Linked DNA regions of Mus musculus: region 2 is linked to region 1. The links are chromatin contacts, called in public HiChIP or PLAC-seq maps. All regions are on one chromosome and are shown on one strand. The core of a region is the stretch at or near the end of the contact, and the rest is flanking DNA. Distances in the headings are between cores, read along the strand shown.

Region 1 (3,664 bases), core at 31-2,530:
TCACAGAAGTCAGGCAATGCAGGTACTGTTTCCATATTACAGATGAGAAACAGGCTTGCTGAGCTGAAATCAATCACCCGAGGGCGCCCGACCGGCTAATGCTCTGCTTTGGACTTCATTCCCAAAGCCTAAGCCCACACCTTCCCTTTACTGGGAGAGCAGAAAGGACTGAACCTGGAATATTTCTGCCTAGCCCACACATTTCTAGGTGCTGTTTCCAGTACCAGATACCAGGCATACCAGGCAGACTTACCTTAATAAGCTTAATAAATTAATATCACAATACATAATATAATATATAGTCAATAATTCAGGCTGCCCCACACACCAATTAAACCAGGAATGTTGGGATAGGGCCCTCATTATTATTGATTTTTAAAAAAAGTTTATACTTTCTGCTACGTCAAAAGCAAGAAGAAAAAAAATCCCAAAACAGATTTCTAGGGCATGGTGCTTCCTGGGAGAATTCTCCAACTCTTTAAAGTGATCACCCTCTAGATGATGGTCCTGAGAGCTGAGGGCCACTGTAGTGGATTTGGAGGCAGGGCCTTTAAGATGTGATTGGTTAGGAGGTGAAGGTGGATCAAGTCTTTTCTCAAAGAAGTGCGTTCTTGCTCCCCAGGGACTGTATTTGTTGGGGAGCGAGTGGGCTGTTATCCAGGAAGAGGATGGCCATCTCATTTGTCTCTCTGGGTGTACCTGCTTGTCCTTTTGACTCCTGTCATATTATGACAGCATTAGTTCTGGCAGCCATGGAATTTCCAGCTTCCGGACTGTAAACTAAATACGTTTCTGTTCTTTGCAAAGTATCCAGTCTTGAGTATTTTGTTATAGCCACAGAAAGTAAACTAAGATAGGAGAGGCTGGGTCTCAGGTGGAAAATGGACTCATTTGTTAGAGATAGTAAAGGACAGAGGGGAAGGGAGGGGAGGGGAGGGGAGGAGAGGGGAGGGGAGGAGAGGGGAGGGGAGGGGAGGGGAGGGGAGGGGAAGAGAGGGGAGGGGAGGGGGGAGAGGTCAGAGACAACCAAGTAAGAAGTGCTGCCTTTTCCACTCAGCTTCCCCTTTTCTTGTGATCAGCCAGGTGGCAGTTCACACTCTCTTCATGAGTTCTCTGAGCTTGCCCCAGGGAGAAGACACCCAGAAGAAGGTGAACATTTTTTACTTTGGAACCATGGACCCCAGAGAGGCCCCACAGGCATGCTTTCTGCCCCATCCCCACTTCCTCTACTCTCTGAAAGCTTACATCTGGCCATCCGTTTGATTTAAGTAACACAGCAGGAGTCAATCAACTTGGATTCTGTGGGTAAAAAAAGTGCTTATGCCCGAGATGGCTCTGTGGCTGAACAGATGTTACTGTTATTTGCTTCAGCAGTCCAGATCTTGCTGGAGCATCTGAGCGCGCTGCTGACGAGCTCAACTTATTTGTTAAGAAAGAACCAGCATGACTGACAGGCGCCTGGCTCAGCAGGCAGAACATGAAATCACTCTAAGCTGTGCTACGACCTCAGCTGTCTCTGCTCTTCCTGCCGCTTTGAGCAAGTTATTTGGTATTTCTCACTCTGATCTTTGAAATGAGGAATTTGGCCTTTACTTTTTAAAAGTCTAAGCAGGCAAGAAGTGTCCCATTAGGTTTTAGGCAGGTGGCTGGCATTATGGAACACTGACACACATGCCAAGGGGACAGTGGACGTCTTGACTCTCTTTTGTCTGATGATGGTAGAGACAGAGCAATAATTATGACCATATTTTCTACTGTATTTCCCTCCTTTTTCTTTTTAACACAACATCTGCTCTCAGGTGACTTCATTTACTACAGTCATCTGGAAATTACCAATGTTCGTTTAAATTTATTTTGAGTTCCTTTTATGGCATGTGAACTATTTAAGATAGTGTACTAAAATTAACCCTTGAGTAAGTTTATATGGACTGAACTATAAAACAATACCACACATGCGCTGGCATGTGCACAAGGTAAAAATAATTGACATGATACACCAAAGTGCCAAATTTTGGGGGGAGGTTGGGGGACACTAAGTAGAGGTGTATCTGCTCTTGGAGATGGACATTAGCATTTCAGGGAAAGCAAAATATCTAGTTCCCTTGTGTGACATTAGCTCTTTACATATAGACAGTTCATATTGACTGCAGAATGGTCCTCACCCTGAGGACATCCTCTACCTGACTGACCAAAGGACCCTGCTCTGAAAAGAATAGTTCAGCTGCTGAAGAAATGTTTCCGCAGGTAAAGGTGCCTGCTGCCAAGCCTAAGGACCCAAGTTCAATCCCCAAGACCCAAGTGGGAGAAGGAGAGAACTGACTGTGTACCCATCCCCGCCCCAAATAAATAAATAAATGAACATAATAAAACATCCACAAAGTGTACACATCTGTGCCCCGTGTTTTCAGTACCCCATGAGGCGGTCATGAAAAGGAAAATTGGAAATACTATCATCACTTTTACATTTGAGTAGCCTTTGGTTAAAACTGAAACAAACCCTGGACTGGGTCATGTTTTGATGGCAAGCCAATCAACGCTTCACCAATTCTCCAGGCTGCCAGTCTTTGATGCTGATTCTTACTGTCAGTAAGACAAAGACATGAGCATTAAGAAATATCACTGCCTTGCAAGAAACACAATAAAGGAGTACAAAGTAAAAGCAGGGGAGCAGTTACATTTAAACTCCAATGCAGGTGAACTTTGCAACCCGACTTCTAAGGAGTAGGTAAGACTAACTTGATGTTATCCTGTTTCTCTTTAGGTAAGGAAGTGTTGCAGAGACACCTCCCAGCCTACAGAGGGCACTGTTATTACTGACCATTTCCTTGAGTGTTCAAAGGTCCAACTAACTGGTGCCATTTTGTCTTGTCTTGAAAGAATGGCCCTGTTTTCCCAATCTTTTTGCATCCAATTTCATAACAATCCTTACACCAGTTCTATGGCAGAGAGCCTTCTGTTGTAAGAAGTAGAGGACTGGATGTGGCATTTGTCACCTAGAATTCCCAATCAGTGCTATGTGGGGAGGGTACTTATAATACCTTAACAGCAGTGATGTCAGCCCCACAGGGCTCACTCTCCCAAGGGGAATGCCTCGTTAACCTCTGAAGGTCCCCTGCTACAGTTACACTTCACCTGGATTGCCCTTGATAGTGGGAACCCCCCCCCCCCCCACACACACACACAGAATAGAAAGGCTGAGTTGTGCTATTTGGAATTGCTATGGTCAACATTACTTATCGACAAAAATGACAATTTCAGGCAATTCACACATTACAAAAGCAGTCCTAGACTTGAGGAAGAGCTAAGTAGCTTCCTCTTGGGGCTAATCCTGAAACAGTTTATATTCTTTATGTTAGGGAGGAGCAGGGCCTCTGCTGGGGGATGGGACAGACACTTGTCACAAGCAAATTAATATCTATCATTAGCTCCTGCCTTGCCCGTGCTCTACATGAGTCTAAGTCCCCTCTTTGCAATCGTGGGTGGGGGTTAGCTCTCAGCTTTTCATACAGCTTTCTATTTTTTGGAATGATCTAGAGTCATGGCTCATGAATTATAATGCATGGTCATGGTTGTGGTCTAAGCCAACATGTTCTATGTTATAATATTCTTATTATCGAGGAAATAATGTACAAAAGCCTTGCTACCTACAGTATGGCCTGGATCA
Region 2 (3,486 bases), core at 742-3,241, 340 kb before region 1:
GTAGGCATGAGAATTTGATGAGTTGATGTTTGTAAAGCACACAGGGGAGTCACCAGAAAATAGTTATTGTATGGAACCAGTTGCTGCATAAGTATTTAAATTTGTAAATCACATGGAGACTTAAGAGCCAATTTGACCTAAGCTTTAACTCTACTGTAGCTATGACAGTGCTTAATGACCAAGTTTAAAAGGAGTACCTTGTGCAAGCACCTCAGACAGTACTTGTTGCACAGTAGACAAGCCATAAACACTATGTCATATTCCTATCAGTATCTGAGTCCATTTTGAACTTCTCTATAATTTCTTGAACTAGTGACTATTTCAGAATGGACAAATGATAAAGGGAAGTAATTTCATCTAAAACAACCTTAGCTAAGAATTTATCTGGCTGTTGCTTTATTAATGTTTTGTGCAGTGATGTTATTCATCTGACCTTTGAGCCGGCTCTCAGGTTTCTCATAAAATGTCTCCTGAGCCTTGTGGCAGTTCTGTTCATCTGAGCATAGGCCAGTTACAGTGTGGTACTTATTTGTAGGTGTTCATTTTCTTGTTTGCATTGCAGGTGTCTGGAAGGGTATGTGATGGATTCGGATACAGATACATTCACCTGCCAGCAAGATGGCCATTGGGTCCCTGAAAGAATCACCTGCAGTCCTAAAAAATGCCCTGTGCCATCCAACATGACACGCATACGTTTTCACGGAGATGACTTCCAGGTGAACAGACAAGTTTCTGTGTCATGTGCAGAAGGGTTTACCCACGAAGGAGTGAACTGGTCAACATGCCAGGTGAGATACTGTGTCCGACCTGAGACGTGTAAGCCTAACTCTGGCATCTGTTACTATGACCAAAACTCACATCTTGCTCTCTTGGAAAGAACAAATTCCTCCAGTTTTCATTTACATCCAAAGATTAGAGATGTTTCCTAGAAATAGAAGGGTGGGGCTGGGATGGACTGGTGGTTCAGAGCATGTGCTGGCCCTCCAGAGGACCTAGGCTTGGTTCCCAGCACCCACATGGTAGCTTACAACTGCAACTACAGGTCAGGGGACCGGATGCTCACATGCACAGAGAAACGTGCAGGCAAAATACTCACATGTATAAAATAAAATTGTTTAACAGGGAGAAAAAAAGAAATAGAACTTGGGTATTTTTTCCTAATATTCCCAGTGTTAGATTAAGAAGGAGTTAACCTTAAGGGAAATGTTAAAAGCAAAAACACAGGGCTGGAGAGATGGCTCAGAGGTTTAGGGCACTGACTGCTCTTCCAGAGGTCCTGAGTTCAATTTCCAGCAACTACATAGTGGCTCTCCACTATCTGTAATGGAATTCAGTGCCCTCTTCTGGTGTGTCTGAAGACAGATAAAGTGAACTTATATACATAAAATAAATAAATCTTTTTAAAAATACTATAATGAGATATCCGTGGCAAAGCAACCCATGCCCGAATGAGTGTCTGTGTGGAGGAGCCTGCTGTGGGCTGTGATGGCCTTAGGCAGAAGGCCCAAAGCTGCACAAGCAGAGAGACAACAGCAGGCAAATTCTGCCTTCACTGTTTATTATTTGTTTACATTAGAAAATCATTTAAACCAGGTGTTGTGGTCCAGTCTATAAATATAGCACTCAGGAGGCAGAGGCAAGAAGATCACCAGATTTGTCTGGGCCATGTAGCAAGACTGTGGGGGGAACAGGGCTGGAGAAGGGATGGGACTCTGTTGATACAATGCTTGCCCAGTATGCCTGAGGCCCTGGGTTTGATGTCCATCCCACCTAATAATGTGCAGATGGTGATGCGCACCTGTAATACAAATGGGAGAAGCAGGTGTCACCTGAGGAATGTGAGAATAGCCTGGGCTAAAAGATGGGGGAAAGGGGGGTCTGTACTTCAGGTTTCCTTATTGGAAAACAAGTGTGCAAAATAACACAGATCTCCTATAGCTGTTGTGAACATCAGCATCAGCAATGGGAGGAAGTGCCTACTACTTCTGCAAGCTTTGATCTTTCAACAGTCACCAGCTGGTCTATACACACAGGCACTGTTGGCTATCAAATCTGTGGTTAGCTTGGCATGAATAGATTTCTGTATGTAGTTAACAGTTGCTAACTTGATACCTTGTTAAAGACATGAATTACCACTCGGATAACAGGCCTTCCTAGAGGAACCTCTTCTCCTAGCTTCCACATCAGAGATGAAGAGATGCATTGGAGAAGTCTGGCAGGTGGCAGCTTCTTCCTGGTTCCTGAAGAGTTTAGATGTGCCCTTTGCCTTCCTATGTAACTCTACTTCCTGCTAGTTCGTGTCAGCACCCCTTCTGAAACCAGGAACCTAACAATTTACTGCTGCCAAATAAGGTGTGCCAGAGAATGTGTTCAATAGACCACTCTGAGACAGACAGGGAAATATCCAAGCTTCTGTGGCCTGCCTTGGAGAAAAGATTATAAGCAGGAACAGTGGATAACACCAAAAATTTTAGAAAATTCATGTTGAGATCTACTGCCTAATGCTGCTCTTTCTCTGAAATTTGAAATTAAAATATGGGATAGCATGGAACATCAGGGTTCACTGGGATAAAAGGTGGAGTATCTGCACCAAAGCTCTCTCAGTCCATCCTCTAGTTAGCATGCTGCACTAAAGACTTCCTAATGGCATGGCTCTGTATAAGAGAAAGTGCTTAGCTTGTGTTTCTGAGACATCAACAAGTGTTCAGTGCTGACTGAGAAAAGCTTTTTGATGATTCATGTGTTTTTAAGACCTACAGATAGATTAAAAAGCAACTCGATTGGGGAAACCCTGGGTCCTTTCGACTCTCACTTTGGGGATGAGTCTGCCATATAAACAGAACGCTCATGTATTAAATCCTAACTATGACTTTGTGGTCTGTTCTTTAGCCCGACGGTACATGGGAGCCACCATTTTCTGATGAATCCTGTATCCCAGTTGTTTGTGGGCATCCTGAAAGCCCAGCGCATGGCTCCGTGGTTGGCAATAAGCACAGCTTTGGAAGCACCATTGTTTACCAGTGTGACCCTGGCTACAAATTAGAGGTACACTAGCAAACTGTTTAACAAAAATGAATGTGCTGTTCTGATATGCTTGGGATTCTTTCTACTATTAGAATAAATTGACCGTGCAGTGGTGGCCCATGCCTTTAATCCCAGAATTTGGGAGGCAAAGGCAGGCGGATTTCTGAGTTCAAGGCCAGCCTGGTCTACAAAGTGAGTTCCAGGACAGCCAAGGCTATACAAACCCTGTCTTGAAAAAAAAATTAGAATAAGTTAACTTTACTAACACTGCTCCTAAAAACATACTATTATATTTCATTACTTTGTTTTCTTAACACTTTCTGAAAAAAAAATAGTTAAAAGATGACTTAGAATTTTTAAGCACACAAATATTATCAGCCAGGTGTGGTGACACATTACCTGTGATCTCAGCTACTCAGAAGGCAGAGACAGGAGGGTGACAAGTTCAAGGCCTGCCTGGGC

What was found. HiChIP or PLAC-seq counts read pairs in DNA pulled down with a chosen protein or histone mark.
Region 2: an H3K27ac HiChIP or PLAC-seq map of large pre-B cells shows a contact between it and region 1, with 2.4 times the contacts expected there. The contact joins two enhancer-like sites. A contact is called at or near these places in 2 of 39 promoter capture datasets (the HPC-7 cell line and embryonic stem cells), 1 of 484 Hi-C or Micro-C datasets (embryonic stem cells) and 2 of 115 datasets of contacts at active chromatin or transcription factors (embryonic stem cells and large pre-B cells).

The regions. Positions count from the first base shown.
Region 1 is chr4:57,718,712-57,722,375 of GRCm38.p6, reverse strand. The region is part of intron 6 of Pakap (paralemmin A kinase anchor protein); the gene reads right to left. Among named protein-coding and RNA genes, the nearest start is that of Gm35099, 35 kb to the left of the region's middle. Within about 2 kb of position 1,280, at least 46 of the 459 cell types and tissues checked have an H3K27ac peak or open chromatin away from gene starts, as enhancers often do.
Region 2 is chr4:58,063,731-58,067,216 of GRCm38.p6, reverse strand. Svep1 (sushi, von Willebrand factor type A, EGF and pentraxin domain containing 1) reads left to right here. Exons shown (of 48, transcript NM_022814.2): 39 at 563-788; 40 at 2,890-3,045. It overlaps Gm35402 (a long non-coding RNA gene), which reads right to left. Exons shown (of 3, transcript XR_390600.3): 3 at 1,552-1,798. Among named protein-coding and RNA genes, the nearest start is that of Gm35402, 31 kb to the right of the region's middle. Within about 2 kb of position 1,991, at least 19 of the 459 cell types and tissues checked have an H3K27ac peak or open chromatin away from gene starts, as enhancers often do.